Regions from separate parts of the Mus musculus genome. Here region 2 is linked to region 1. Evidence: chromatin contacts called from public promoter capture Hi-C data. All regions are on one chromosome and are shown on one strand. Each heading gives the region's core, a stretch centred on a gene start, on an enhancer-like site or on the middle of the called end of the contact. The rest is flanking DNA. Distances are from core to core; before and after follow the strand shown. Region 1 holds the start of Ifi211 (interferon activated gene 211). Region 2 holds the start of Olfr433 (olfactory receptor 433).

What was found. Promoter capture Hi-C pulls out the DNA fragments that hold promoters and counts their contacts.
Region 2: a promoter capture Hi-C map of macrophages shows a contact between it and region 1, with 7 read pairs. The contact joins the promoter of Olfr433 here to the promoter of Ifi211 in region 1. A contact is called at or near these places in 1 of 39 promoter capture datasets (macrophages), 2 of 15 datasets of contacts at CTCF or cohesin (CD8 T cells and the NIH/3T3 cell line), 2 of 115 datasets of contacts at active chromatin or transcription factors (CD8 T cells and bone marrow-derived macrophages) and 2 of 9 other capture datasets (adipose tissue and liver).

What each region holds. Positions count from the first base shown.
Region 1 is chr1:173,910,671-173,915,724 of GRCm38.p6, forward strand. Ifi211 (interferon activated gene 211) reads right to left here and starts at 2,376. Exons shown (of 7, transcript NM_001033450.4): 1 at 2,144-2,376.
Region 2 is chr1:174,039,696-174,044,749 of GRCm38.p6, forward strand. It overlaps Olfr433 (olfactory receptor 433), which reads left to right and starts at 2,238. Exons shown (of 1, transcript NM_146717.2): 1 at 2,238-3,241. The coding sequence starts at 2,257. The coding sequence ends at 3,201.

The sequences.
Region 1 (5,054 bases), core at 1,126-3,625:
ATAAAGTAGAGTCTGCTGTGCAAGCCTTATGGCCTGAGATTAGATCCCTGGAACTTTTGTTTTTGTTCTTGTTTTGTTTTTTTGAGCATGGTTTCTCTGTGTAGTCCCAGCTGTCTTGGAACTCACTCTGTAGACCAGGCTGGCCTAGAACTCAGAAATTCGCCTGCCTCTGCTTCCCAAGTGCTGAGATTAAAGGCGTGCGCCACCACACCCAGCTACCTGGAACTTTTATAAAGAAACAACTCCCCAATGTTGTCCTGTGGTTTCCACATACATATTGCGATTTGTATATAATTTCTCACATCCTCCCCCAAAACACACATCAAGTATTCATTAGCCATTCAAAGGAATGAATTTCTGTCATTTGAAGTTTGATTGAATTTGACTGAAACTGGCCATAAGTATGTTAAGTAAAACACGGCATGTACAGGAAGAGAAACATCTCACGTTTCATTTATTTACAAAAATAAACTTTGTAGAAGAATGAAACGGGATAGTGGTCAGTAGGGATGACAAGAGGCAGCAGCACTGGAAAAATGAAGATGTTCAGTAAAGGACATCAAAACTCAGCACACGTCTCATCCCAAAATAGGAAATCCTAACACATACAACTATTGATTGTTGAAGACAAGGAAATGTTTGTTACTTGGACTAGACTACTACACATTATAAGTACAAATTGGCTTTATAATGTGCCATATAAAATCTTTAAGCTAGAAAAATTATTAAGTCATTTAAACTAAAAATGTAAAAGTATACAGCATTTAGAAGGCAGGGATTGGCAGAAATCTCTGAATTTGAGGCCATCCTGGACTACATAGTCATTTCTAAGCCAATCAATGCTACATAGTGGGACCTTGTCTAAAGAACAAAAACAAAATAGATCAAAACAAAACAAAAGCACAAAATGATACAATTTTTAAAGTGGTTTAGAAAAATACAATACCTTCGAATTGCTGACAAAATACTATTTGATGGATTTAAACATAGTAGAAAAATTTGATGCTGAAAGAGCAATTTAAAGACACCAAAATTCTCTGCTAATATAGGTAAGGACCATCCAAGAAACATCATAAAGCCTGGAGGCTCACTACTTAACAATGAAAGATTTCAACCCAAGAAAAGTGAAACAATTTTAATTATATAATTACCAAATAATAACAAATTTTAGTTTTACAACATTACTCCCAGGACATTAAATAGTACTATGTAGTAAAATACAAAATTAATTGTAGACATTTAAGAGGGTCATGGCAGTGGGTGTCTATGATTCAAGGCGCCAGAGTCTGAGGGAAAGACAGAAGCTGAGGCAGAGGCCAGAGGACTGTAAGTTTGAGGCTGGCCTCAGCTATGTGCCAAGTTATCGGAAACCAGGCTTGGATAATGAAATTATTCTTTAAACAGAACCATTAACAAGCAATAATATATATTTAAACAGGTATGATATTGTCTATGACTATGGTTTAAATTTTATGCATATCTCAACTACTAAAATTTAGGCAAAACAGGATAAAAAATTAGAAAAATTACAGAAGAAATTAGTAACAGTGAACAAGTTTAACTTTCCTCATGAGTATTCACCTCCAGCATGGCATGAAGAGGAGAGTATGACAAATATTGTCTCTAACATCTGATACAGAAGGGAGCTAAGAGGAGAGCTAAACATAAAAATGTCCACAATCTATTTAAATAACTGTATTAACAAAAGTGGGACATTTTTCTCTACAGGCTAATGTGAGTTATCAAGTTGTATATGAATCTCAGTTTTGTATATTCACAAAACTGGAAAGTGTGGTTTTCATTTAACATGATTTTAGTTATCAATATTTTTTGTTTCTGTCTTGTCTTTTACACAGTCCTTCACCACAAACACCTTACTCCCATGTCTTCTCTAGTGAAGATAAATGAAGAACAGTGATAAACACTAACTCATGAAAACTCATAGGAATAGAGGAGGCATCTTTATTCTGTCATCGGCTGTCTTCCTAGTGAAGCATCGGAAACCAGCTACAGCAGGTTTAATGCTGTGAGTGAAGCTGGCACCAGCCTTGGTCCTCCACCATTCAACACTGATTTTTTTCTATGGTCCTTTATATTTCACAGATAGATCTGATCACATGTTTAAGAAACAAACAGAACTCACCTTCCTGGATATTTCTGCAGTGATGTACAGATCCTGAGACCTTCACCGGGTCAAGAAGTGGCCTGCTTGGCTTGAGTAGGTAGGCAGATAAGTCAGTAAATGAGAAACTGAACAGTTGGGTGTAAAGGAAGAGGGTAGTGATTACAAAACTCTCAGAGTTGTTTCATTTCTTGAGCAGCACTGGCTGTCTCTCCCTGTGCTGTCTCCCTCGGGTGAGGAGTGCTGAAATAGCCAGGCCTACTCCCAGTTTCGTTCATAGCTTTCAATTTCCCTGGCTTTGGAAACATCTTAACTTCCTGTAAATACTGTGGTCACTATGAAAAAAAAATCACAGCTTAGTCAGGCTCACATTCTTTTCTGATGAATCTCACTAAATAAGAAAGTCCTAACCTTACAACTTTTGTAGCAAACGGATGTACACTAGCCACTAGACACAAAATTCACATACATGGTACAACCAGATCAAGGTGTTAAAACTAGCTGACCAGGGTTCTGCTCTACTTAGATAGGAGTCCTGGACAGCTAAGGTGGAGTTTTTATTGTAGTAAAGTACTCAAGGCCCAGGGAAGAGTCTAATACACTCAGGGTTTACAAGTATCAAGCCCTTTGGAAGCCAGAGAATTGTGGTTTTGAGGTCTTGCACAGACAGGCTGGTCTCCAGTTGAGCTGAGGTCTGAACTCCAAAGGGTGATAATTCAGCTACATGACACAGTAGGCATTCCCTTATGCTGCTGGAACTCTGGCTCCTGCCTAAGTTACCTCCCCCCACAGACCCCACAAGAGAAGCATGGGTAGAAGTCATGTAGGCAATGGCCCAAGCTTCTGACCTTCAGGCTAAACTCCTCCCCAGTTACCTAGCAACAGTAAAGACCATAAAAAGGGCTGTTCAGCTTCTGTTTGCTATCTTACTTGTCTCTTCTCTTACTCCTTTGTTCTCTTAACTCTCACTCTTCTCTCCTCTTTCCTTTCTCTTTGTCTTCTCCTCTCTTCTCTCTCTCTTACTCTTTCTCTCTAGCCTTCTCTCTCTCTCTCCCTCTCCCTCCCTCCCTTTTCTCTCTCTCCCTCCTCTCTCTCTCTTTTTCTAGCTTCTCTCTTATACCCCTGCATTTCTATAATAAAGCTCTAAAACCATAGAGTCTCTGCTCATCAAAATCTGCTACCCTCACTCTCGCAAGTTTTGGGAACCTCTCTTCTGCCATCCTTCTCTCCTATAACCATGGTGGCTTTAGCAAAGTAGCTCAAGGGATCCCAGGTAGGGCTGACCCTTGGCCACCCCCTGAAGAGTGGGTCAGAGGCTTGAATGCCCACCCAGGGCTGAGTGGAAAGTGTATGGCAGCTCTCCCACACCTGACAGACCAGAGAATAGGTAAAATTCTGGTGGGGTGTGGGTTTTCTCTTCCCCTGGGCCCCCTTTTTAGTTCCCAACAGCTTGTGGTTCTGGGATTTAACCACCAACTGCCAACAAGGTACTTGGAAGTTTTCATAATGAACTTCTGAAAGCAGCAGATGAAAGACAGTTTCAAACAGACAGTGCCTTTGTGACCCTGGGACCTCGAGAGTGGCTGGTGTCACAGCTGAGGTGTTATAGTTCTTGGCCCTTAAGGATTTGCAGCTGTCTGCAATGCTCCTGGTTGTCAGTCAATAGTACCTCAGTTTTCAGCTCTTCATAGCCATACTTGTCTTTATCTCTGACAGCTCTATGTCAGCTGGAGATACTGTCTGGATTTCTTCAGCTGCCTTTTCATCACACTGACCACTGTATGACTACCCCACTTCTAACACTCTATTTTCTCTCTTTTTAAAATTTTATTTAATCTTCTCTTTTTACACTCCATATTTTATCCCCCACCCGGCCCCTGGTTCACCCTCTGATTGTTCCCCACTCCATACCTACTTCCTGCCACCCTGTCTCCACAAGTATGTCCCCAACCCTATCCCTCACCTCTCCTAGACCTCCCCATTCCCTGTGGCCTTCAGTTTCTTGATAGTTAGGTGGATCTTCTCAGACTGAATACAGATCTGTCAGTCTTTTACTGGATATGTGTTGGGAGCCTCATATCAGCTGGTGTATGTTACTTGGTTGGCGTTCCAGTGTCTGAGAGATCTCATGGGTCCAGGTTAAATGAGACTGCTGGTCCACCTACAGGGTGGCCCTCCTCCCCAGCTTCTTTCATCTTTTCCCTGATACAACCCCATGGGTCAGCAGCTTCTGTCCATTGGGTGGGTGGAAGTACCTGCAGCTGACTTTTTCAGCTGCTGGTTGGGTCCTTCGGAGGGCAGTCATAATCGGTCCCTACTTGTGAGAGCTCCACAGCCTCAGTAATAGTGTCAGACCTTGCCATCAACTGGACTGTAGACAGATGTCTAGGCATAGAAATCAGCATCTGAATACATACTGTCCAAGACTTACCCCCAAACATGGATTTGTATACTTGCTGTTGTTTCTATTGTTGACTTGCAGTTTTAATCGCTGGGGGCCTCATTAAATGCAGGGTGTTATTTCAAGTTTTCAACATCTGGTAATACTTGCTTTATGCCCTAAGATGTGGTAAATTTTGAAGGAAGTTTCATGGATTTCTAAGAAAGAAGTATATTTAATGTTTAGATAACATTTTCTGTAGATACCTGTTAGGTCTATTTGATTGATGATCTTACTTTACTCCAAAATTTTCTCTTCATTTTTGTCTGGATGACTTGTTTATTGGTGAGAGTTGTATATTGAAGTCACCCACTATGCTAGGCTCAATATATAATTTTAGCTATAGTAATGTTTCTTTTGTAAAATTTAATACCATTATATCTGGTGCATAAATGTTAAGACAAAATTTTCTTGGTATGATTTCCTTTAATGCTTATACAGTGTTCTTCTTTTTCACTTTTGTTTAGTTTTGACACAAAGTCTGTTTTATTA
Region 2 (5,054 bases), core at 988-3,487, 130 kb after region 1:
TCAGTAGTCACCCAACAATGCAAGCAAATAAATGCTCATTGTTGATTACTAGAGCAGCACACAGTGTCATCATGTGAAAGTGAATTTTTAAGGTGAGCACAATTGTTCCAGTAGATAATATAACTCTATCCTTTATAATAAAGTAAGCCACAGGGCATATAACATGAGTGAGTGCTTCTCCAACTTTAAAACCTAGTTTCCCCCTTTCTGTGCTTTGAAACCCACCATATTCATCAAAATAAATTTTAATTGTGTTTTTACAACTTGTAAGCAAACTAATGTAAGTGTATTTACACATTCTGGATTTTTTTTTCATATCATTTCTGGAAGTGTGTTCTCATTTTTATAGATGAGATCCATGAAATCTCCTGGGTTTGTTTGTTTGTTTGTTTTTGTTTTTTAAGCAGTCTTTTGCTACAGAGCTCTTGAGTTGCTAACTGGGCTGCCTTGTCTGGCCTCAGTTGGAGAGGTTGTGCCTTGTCCTGCAAGATTTGATGTGCCAGGGTTGAGAGGCTACAGCAGGAGATAGGAGTAAGCACTGTCCGAGGGGGGACCAGAAGTGGGGACAGTGATTCGGATGTAATGTTAATAGTAATAATAATAATAATAATAATAATAATATAATAATAATAATTATTATTATTATTATTATTATTATAGAGATAAAGGAACCAAAGGGGGAGATTCTCTGTAAAATTATTTTAAACAATTATTCATCTCTTCCTTTGAAATCAATTCCCACAGCCTTACTATTAATTAGTTGTCTCTTAAGAAGGATAGATTTCACGACAAAAGCATCATCCCTGGTAGCAAGAAGCAAAGAAGTCATCTTAGGAATAGAAATGCTGTTTCACTTCTCTCTACCCAACTTCTTGCTCCAGAGGGATTCTGAGAGCTCATCATACTCACAGCTCCAGGGAACACCCAACGAGGGGCCTCTGGGAAAGCAGCCTTTCCAGGACCGTTTCATATAAGTAGATAGAGATCGGAATTGCCATTAGGGGGATGACACGGATGCTAATGCCACCAAATGGTCAGGTGATAGATGACGGTGGTAGAGTGTAGGAGATTACCAGAAGAGAATAAGGCAAGAGTTTTGATTTTGATCTTTCCTAGTGAGTAGCCTCAGGTTATGGAAGGAAAACCCAACCACAAAACTCACAATCATTTCCCAATATCCTAGGGAGATCAGAACTCATAACAGTTTCAGAAACCAACTGCCAAATCTTGTTCTTCTTCTTCATTTTAGGAAACAGGAAGTTGGTTAAGTAAAAAAAAAAAATCCCCTAGTTCAGAGTGTACAGCTGGGGTGTGTCAGAGCAAGGGCATGCAGCCAATTCACAGCTACTGCAAAGTTTCTTTTCTGCCTGGGGATTCTGACTCACACTTTTCTTCTTTGAAAATTCATGTCATCTGTCTCTCATGAAGCTCAACTTTTAGAAGGTACGGTATGAATGTTGGGTGAACAATCAGTAGATATCGTGAGCCTGAGAGTGAACACTCATAGAAGATTGTGGGACTGATAGTAAATACTCATAGGAGATCATAGGACTGATAGGGAATAATCAGGGCATATCATGGGCCTGGTAGTGAATAATCATTGTATATGATGGGTCTAGAATTGAATAATCATTGTATATGATGGGCCTGGAAGTGAATAACCATTACATTTCATGGGCATTATATTTTAGGGATTAATCTTAGAGTGTCTGCATCATTGTCAGGCATAGATCACTTAATCTTTCCCTACCAGAATAGTCAATGAAGTATAAGACTTCCTGAAAAAAGTCACTATAACTTTCTGTAGACATCAAGCCTTCCTTTAGAACAGACCAACACTTCTAGTTATTTTATTATTCTAAAATAGATGCACAGAGTCCCCAAGAAACATATAGGTCATAGGAGAGATTACAGTAGAAAGGTTCCATTTCCTTTTATTGAGAGTGGGATAGGGGAGAACTGTGTTGGTGGACACTCAAGAGATCAGGAGTAGAACACTCAGAAGAATAAACCAGGTGTCTTCATTTCTAGTTCTAGCCCAGCCACCTACTGATGTTGAAACCAATCATTTCACATTGATGGGGATGGGAGGGGGCTGCAGCTCCAGTATCACAACATAGGGATTTAATTAGATTATGTCCAACCTCAGCCATGTACTCAGAGTTGCTGCTCTTGACTCTAGGAGTATTTCACAAAGAGATGGAAGATCCTGACGTAGTTAATCTTGGACCTTAACTCCACCTCCTCCTTGGAACCATGGATCATGTCAACTACACCTGGACACGGACCTTCATCCTTGCTGGTTTCACTACCTCTGGTGCCCTCCGACCTCTTGCCTTCCTGGGGACCCTGTGCATCTATCTCCTCACACTGGCAGGGAACTTGTTCATCATTGTCTTGGTTCAGGCAGATTCAGGGCTGTCCACTCCCATGTACTTCTTTATCAGTGTCCTCTCCTTCCTGGAACTCTGGTATGTCAGCACCACAGTGCCCACCTTGCTGCACACCCTGCTCCATGGGCATTCACCCATCCCCTCGTCTGCATGCTTCGTCCAGCTGTATGTCTTTCACTCCTTGGGCATGACCGAGTGCTACCTGTTAGGTGTCATGGCTCTGGACCGCTACCTTGCTATCTGTCGTCCACTGCACTACCATGCACTCATGAGCAGGCAGGTACAGCTATGGCTTGCAGGTGCCACTTGGGTAGCTGGCTTTTCAGCTGCCCTGGTGCCTGCATGTCTCACTGCCAGTTTACCGTATTGCTTGAAAGAAATAGCCCATTACTTTTGTGACCTGGCACCACTAATGCGGTTGGCATGTGTGAGCACAAGGTGGCATGCTCGGGTTCACGGGGCAGTGATTGGTGTGGCCACTGGATGCAATTTTGTCCTCATCTTGGGACTCTATGGGGGTATTCTGACAGCTGTCCTGAAGCTGCCTTCAGCTGCCAGTCGAGCCAAAGCCTTCTCCACATGCTCCTCCCATATGACAGTGGTTGCACTGTTCTATGCTTCTGCTTTTACTGTGTATGTGGGTTCACCTCAGAGCAGACCTGAGGGCACTGACAAACTTATTGCCTTAGTGTATGCCCTCCTAACTCCATTCCTCAACCCTATCATCTATTCCCTTCGCAACAAAGAGGTGAAGGAAGCCGTGAAGAGGGTCAGTGAAAAGATCAGAACTTTGTTGAGAGACACCTAATTATCTCTTTTGACATTACCCACATTCAGGGTAAATGCAACACTCAAATGGCTTGTGAATCATTTTGCAGAATCAAAATAAATGCCAATAAGTGTACCACTGAGTTTAGCACTTACTATGCTGCATATGTTCAGTCTTTTAGACAGATCAATCAGAGGTAGAGCAGAATGAGCAAAAGGCATTTTTTTCTGAATCATTTTCAACATGACAATGAAGAAATCCATGGAAGATTAAAAACTGGCATATAGAAATATTTGAATTGTATTTGTGACTTTGATAATTATCTATCTGTCTGTCTATCTATCTATCTATCTATCTATCTAATCTATCTATCTATCTATCTATCTATCTATCTATCTATCTATCTATCTATCTATCTATCTAACCTATCTATCTATCTGTCTAATCTATCTGTCTATCTGCCTTGTACCTGGTCTGCCAAAGTTTTGGTTCTGTTTTTTAATCATCAGACCACCCCCGTGTGGGTATCTGATGGCTCACAATTTATACATCATAAAAGTGTGGGCGATAAGGTAAACAGTCATTGCAGCCTTGAAATGAAAAGGCCACCGAAAGCTAGCAGCAACATCTGACCTCAACACATGATCCCAACAGACAGTTTAAAAGACAAAAAAAAAAAAAAACATGGGTGACAGAAAGTACCCATTGACAGCATGTGTGGAGTTTCATGTAGAGCCAACAGCTCCCAGCTGATAGAGACTTGTAATCTTGAATCATCTTCCAGAAACCAGTTCTGAATCACATAACTCTTAGGGTGCATGGCTAGAGTCTAGAACTGCAAACCTAGTGTCTTCAAGGACAAGGGTAGCAGAGTTGAGGGTGTTGTCTGAGATCTTCCACGATCATGGAGTCTTTTATTCATAGAATGGATTTGAAGCTATATTTCACAGGAGCAGAAAAAAAATCTCAGGCTCCAGAGGGAAGGGAAATGCCACACAAATCTGCAGTGTCAGGCCCCATTGTCTGCTCAGTGCATGACAATGCTGTTCCCTTTAACCTCTAAGGTTTAGAGATTTGTGAATTCTGAATCACCAGATACACACTCAGAGATTGTCTGGTACTTGGAATGACAGAATTAAAACCTTGGCAGAGTCTAGGAACTGGGAGAAATATGTTACTTTTCTCATTCTTATGTAGTCCCACTACAAAAATAAAAACATTTACAATTTTTAATGCTCCCCACATCAGGATTGGTCATTATTGCTTTTATGTATACACAGTTATGTTTATGTGTGCTGCATGTGGGGTGTGTGTGTGTGTGTGTGTGTGTGTGTGTGTGTGTGTGTGTGTGTGTGTGTGTGGTATTTGGTGTGTAGTGTTTATGTGTGGCATGTAGTATGTGTATATGTGGATTGTATATGATATATATGTGGTGTGCTGTGTGGTTATAGTGTATGAATTTAATAGAGGCTGTATCCGAACTTCATTTGAAATATGCTGCATACAACTGGCTGACCGTAAACTTAAAATATACTCCTTTAGTCTACATGAAGCTTGAACAACAACCTTACAAGCATATATCCTGAAATAAACTTTAAAACCTTTAGAATATCTGTTCCCCTGACTGGAGAATGTTTTTGCAATCTGTTTACAAAAAAATTAGAAAGATTACTGGAATTGCCTTCAAGAACCAGAACCAACCCAGATGTTATCCAGATGTCAGGCTGACCTTGCCTCATCTATGTGTTAAAACTGAGTGGCTGGCAGGAATTGCTTCTCAAATTCCTTCTACCTGAAGACATTTCGATTCTAGTATTGCAACACTTTCAAAATCACAATGTGAACTATGACACAGGCCCAGCAGAGCATGTTCCGAGTATTTGACAAAAGGC